Linked DNA regions of Sus scrofa: region 2 is linked to region 1. A link is a contact called in public Hi-C data. All regions are on one chromosome and are shown on one strand. The core of a region is the stretch at or near the end of the contact, and the rest is flanking DNA. Distances in the headings are between cores, read along the strand shown.

The links. A called contact is a pair of places that touch in the nucleus more often than the background predicts.
Region 2: a contact with region 1 is called in a Hi-C map of liver, with 2.1 times the contacts expected there. The contact joins two enhancer-like sites. A contact is called at or near these places in 3 of 47 Hi-C or Micro-C datasets (liver and skeletal muscle) and 1 of 2 datasets of contacts at active chromatin or transcription factors (alveolar macrophages).

The regions. Positions count from the first base shown.
Region 1 is chr9:86,421,902-86,424,642 of Sscrofa11.1, forward strand. No RefSeq gene overlaps it. Among named protein-coding and RNA genes, the nearest start is that of AHR, 89 kb to the right of the region's middle. Within about 2 kb of position 1,345, at least 1 of the 83 cell types and tissues checked has an H3K27ac peak or open chromatin away from gene starts, as enhancers often do. A contact at or near this core is called in liver, where this site is marked.
Region 2 is chr9:86,701,138-86,703,878 of Sscrofa11.1, forward strand. All of the region lies in intron 2 of LOC110255481 (a long non-coding RNA gene), which reads right to left. Among named protein-coding and RNA genes, the nearest start is that of AHR, 190 kb to the left of the region's middle. Within about 2 kb of position 1,359, at least 7 of the 83 cell types and tissues checked have an H3K27ac peak or open chromatin away from gene starts, as enhancers often do. A contact at or near this core is called in liver, where this site is marked.

The DNA of each region.
Region 1 (2,741 bases), core at 95-2,594:
TAGTGATGCTGAGCATCTTTTCATGTTTTGTTTTTGTTTTGTTTTGTTTTGCCATCTGTAGGTCTTTGGAGAAATATCTATTTTGATTTTCTGATCATTTTTTGATTAGGTTGCTTGGTTTTTTATACAAAGCTCTAGGAGATGTTTGCATATTTTGGAGATTAATCCCTGTCAGTTGCTTTGTTTGCAAGATTTGTCTTCCATTGTCTGGGTTGTCTTTTTGTTTTGTTTATGGTCTCTTTTGCTATGCAAAATCTTATAAGTTTGATTAGGTCCCATTTGTTTATTTTTAATTTTATTTTCATTACTCTGAGAGGTAGATCCAAAAAGATATTGCTGTAATTTTCATCAAAGAGTATTCTGCCTATATTTTCCTTTAAGAATTTTATAGAATCCAGTCTTGTAATTAGGTTTTTAATCCATTTTGAGTTTATTTTTTTTTATTTTATTTTATTTTGTTGTTGTTGTTGTTGCTATTTCTTGGGCCGCTCCCGCGGCATATGGAGGTTCCCAGGCTAGGGGTCGAATCGGAGCTGTAGCCACCGGCCTACGCCATAGCCACAGCAACGCGGGATCCGAGCCGCGTCTGCAACCTACACCACAGCTCACGGCAACGCCGGATCGTTAACCCACTGAGCAAGGGCAGGGACCGAACCTGCAACCTCATGGTTCCTAGTCGGATTCGTTAACCACTGCGCCACGACGGGAACTCCTTTTTTGAGTTTATTTTTGTACATGGTGTAAGAGAATGCTACAACAAAGTAGGCAAGAATATGCAATGGAGCAAAGACTGCCTCTCAATAAGCTGTGGTGGGAAAACTAGACAACTATGCATATAAGAATAAAATTATTATTTGTCTGAATATTGACATGTGAGGGCTGTGAGTCATAATTTTAATTGGTCCTGGACTGATTATCATGAAATTTAATCATTTTTTCAGATACTTTGAATTTGATCCTATAGCATGGCTATAATAGAAGAAAATCCTTAAAGTCAAACTTGTTGAAAAATTCTGCAATTCATGAGATAAATGGAGAATGACATTAGGTTAGGCAGATCTTTTAAAATGTCAGTTACTGTTTGCAATTCAAAAGAATGAGCATAAAGTGTTAGGAAAATAAAAATTAAATTAAATGTGAACTATTTAACCCCAAGTACTGTCCTCTCATAATACAATTCACATGTGTTAGGCAAGTGTGTTGGACCCAAAACCTTGAACCTAAACAGATTGCAAAAGCATATGTACGTGGTTTATTTAAAAAATAGTTACAGATGTGTTGGACAAGCTCTCAAATCAATTATGTAAAGGAACAAGTGGAAGAGCTTGTTCCTTAGGATCAAAGGCTCTGAGTTCAGACTCATTCTACCCCTTATGCCCACTGGACTTTGGGCAAGTTACTACTCTGCTTCCTTATCTGTAGAACCAGGAAAAATAATATTACCAAACTTGGAGGATAATTGTAAGCTTTAAGACACTGCTTTGAACAATATCTAGCATGTTACAAGGTCTCAACAAATATTTGCTGTATTATTATTATTATTAGTTCTACTAAAGGAATGTCAATAATAATACAACCAAGTGAGGATACAGAATAAATTTGTTAAGATGATGGTGAAAACATCAATGATAATTAAGAGCTATTATAATTTTTACTCTGTGCTTGATGCTGAGTAAGATGCTCTAGTGGAACAATTTCATCTAGCTTCATAACAGTACTGTGTTTAAGTATTGTTAACCCTATTTTGTAAAAGAGGAGATGAAGACTTGGGGAAGTTGCAAAGCTTGCTCACAATCACAGAGCTAGTCAGTATAGAGCCAGAATTCAAACCCAGTTTTCAAACTCTATGCCAGCACTCTACACATTTTCCTATGCTGTAATTCACAGTCTGATGGGGAGGAGAGGTAGGGAAATGTACCTTTATTGAATGCCTGTCCATTGCAAAGTTGTATATTTTCCATTAATTTGTGATGCTTCTCAATTTTAATCAAAAGATGCCCTTAGTTCAAAGTTCTCCCTCTGTGCCATGAGACCATGAGTGGTGTAAAATTGGCGAGGTGGTGGGGAGGGAGTTCATAGAACAGAGGGAGAACTTTTCTGGCTCTGAACAGTTTGCTTTGCAAAACTTGTGATCTCCAGATTTCATACAGTTGCCTAACAATGAACTAAGGGCATCATTTCAACTTTTGCAGCAAGGTGAGTTGTTCTTTTGGGGAACCCAGGGCTATTTGAAAAAAAGTATTACATGGTAGACTGTCTTTTCCTAAATTCTTTCCCACATTAGGAATTGGTTTGATTAAACGTTGAGTTATGTGCACATAAACTAGAATGAAGAGAGACAAGGCAATGTCCAGAAAATAAAAAGACAAGAAAAAAAAATTCTGGATGGCCAGAGGTCAAGGCAGAGCCATTAACTGCTGGTCTATACCTCTAGATTGATATTGTCTTCAAGGGAGCATGGAGCTAAGTCCTCAGAGGAAGTTCTATATTGAACATACCCTGTTCCTAAAAATAAACTGCTATACCAGTCTCCCACTAGAGTTGCTATGTCCTGACTCTCCATCAGTGTCCCAACAGTGTCAGACTTTTTCATGACTATGGTTCTTGTGGCCTGTTCACTTTGGATTTAAAGTCTGGTTTTGGAAACCTAATATCTGACACTGTGCCCTCACTTTCTGCCAAGAAAACCTCTTCATTTCCATGTTATTCCTCTTTGTTCTGCCAGTCAAGTTTGTTTTGAC
Region 2 (2,741 bases), core at 109-2,608, 280 kb after region 1:
GTGCAACAGGGAAACTAAGTGCCCCCCAAGCCCCCATCTTTTGGCAAATAACAAGATGACTACCTCTCCATTTCCAACTACAGTGCAGTTCCCGAATTTGACTGTGCATTGGACTCCCCTGGGGAGTTTTAGAAACTAGTGATACTTTGGCCCCAGCCGCAGAAAATCTGATGGAATTATGCTGAGGTTCACCCTCAGAGCAGCAGGACTTTTTAAGAGCTCCGAAGTTGATGGTAAGAACTAGATAAGTTGAGAGTCACCGATGAAGAGGAACTAAGAAATTGTCTAGGTGATATTTTTCAAACTGTAATGCATGAAGTCACCTGAGGATCTTATTAAAATGCAGGGTTTGATTTAGGTATGGACTAGGGCCTAAAACTCTGCATTTCTAACAAGCTCCCAAGTGATGCGGATGCTGTCTGGGAACCAGGCTTTGATCACAAGGCTCTGGAGCAGGGATTACAGAGATTCTGAAGCAACCTCTGCCATCAGCTGGGTACTTTAGAATGCAAATCCTCAGGCCCAACCCCAGACATACTAAATCAGAAACTGGTGGAGTGGGTAGGAGGGGGGACAGCAATTTGCAGTTTAACAAGATTTCCAGGTGATTTTCTTGTGACCAAAGTTTGAAACCAATGATCAGAGACTTCCAAGTATGGTTATTAGATCAGCAGTGTCGGCATCACCAAGGATTTTGTATGGTTAATATAGGATTTCAGGCCCCATCACAGATTTACTGAATCAGACTCTGTATTTTAAAAATATCCCAGGTGACTGTTATGCATTTTGAAGTGTCAGAAGCACTAGAGCCTCACTACAGTTCTTCCTCAAGTGCCTTACCTAGAATAATTGATAATGAAAGACTCATGTGGAACAAAAAATTTAAAGTATTGATTATAATTGTGATAATACATGGCAGATTTGTTTGTAATTACTAAAAAAAAAAAAATATTGTTTATAGTGACAAGTTTTAAAATATGGCAGAGCCTAATCAAGCAAAAGGACATCACACATGATCTCACCACGGGGTGAAAACTATTGATAACTCTTTATTCTTCCATCCAAACAGCAGTGTTTCTAAAGAGAAAATAAAAATAAATTATTGAAAGGGATCAATTTATCTGCTCACACAGAGATGTGGCAATGATTTAACTGAAACTTACACCCATCAGATCTGCCCATTGTGGCAAAAATATGAGTCTTTTGTTTAGGATAATGTTGGTTTCTGAAGGAGGTAACCTTGCATCCTGTTCCAATGGTCATCTCGGGAATATTCAGAATGTTGAAACCAAGCTATCCTATGCTGCTTCTCAGTTAGAAGGTCAGAGCTCAACAGAAAAAAATACCAACCAGTAATGAAAAACAGGGCGGCCTCTTTTAAGTTACCAGCAGTGAATAAATTCCCAGCAAGTTGAAACACTGATGTGGACTGGTGACCTTTAAATATATAATGAGTAAATAGTTTGGGGGAAAAAGAGTAATTCACATGGATCTCAAATGAACTTTCTTTCAATCTGTAATAGATCAGCTTGTTTTCTGTCAGAGGTCAGACTGTTAAAATTTTAACAATTTTGGCTGCCTAGAACTGCTACAGCCAGAGCTGTCAGATCAGAAGCCTAGCAAAAGAAAGAAACTAGAACTTTTTTGTAGGATCCAAGGTTCCCAGCTCCTTGATGCTAAACCAGACCAGTGAAAGCTAAGAAATGAAACATGTTTTTTTTTGTTTGTTTGTTTGTTTTTAATGGTCCTTTTCCAAGACTGTTTTCAACAGGCACTGTATTCAGCAGGCCCTGCCCACTACCTTAAGAGACTCCTCGATTTAACAAGAACTTTCCTTTACTTGAGAGAATATGTTTGCTTCAAACTCCAAAGTAAGAATTAAACTATACCAGCTGTCTACCAACATTGAGAGAAGCAGCTGGAACAGCTGAGAAGCAGCTCATGTTGGAAAAACTGGACACAGTGGTGGAATATAAATGAAATGAAAGATGGAGAATTTGAGGTGGGAGTGAGGGTTAGGATTGAGCGCTACAGTAGGAAGATTATGCTACCGGCAGTGCCTCGCAAAGAAACAAGGCTGATTGTTCTAGTCTCTTCAGGGAAATGTGGAAACTGGGTCTTTTTTAGTGAAATGGTGACGTGCGTGTACATATTGGCATATGTATTTTGTTATAAAGCACTTTTCTTATACTTCTTCATATTCCTTTATATTATGGTAATATGTATTATTTTAAATTACATGTATAAGTAGATTTGTATATTCCACAGCAAATTTCATTTCCGACAAATAAGAGGAGATTACAAAGGACTGTTAGACAAAGAGGTCATTGTGTCTGACAGAACCTGTGAAATTATTAATTACCCTATCACCAATATAAAGATAATTACATGTGTGACTACTTATTATTATTACCTCAATACCAAAAAAAAAAAAATGATAAATAGTTTTGCCTCCCGTTTGGAAGATATGCTTGGGATACTCTAATTGAAAACCCGTCCATGTAATACATAAAATACTGACTGCTGGAAACCAAAGCCAAAGCAACAGAGGCTAGAGGACAAACAAGAAAGAACTGATATTAATGCAAAATGCTATGAGCCAAAGAAAACATTATTACAGTACAAACCTCAGGTTGAAAGACCCAGGGATAGGTTTTGAGGTACAGCTGAGCTCCATCTCATACAAAGAACTTTATCTAGAGAACTTTAAAGTTAATATCAAAGACATATTTATTTACTAT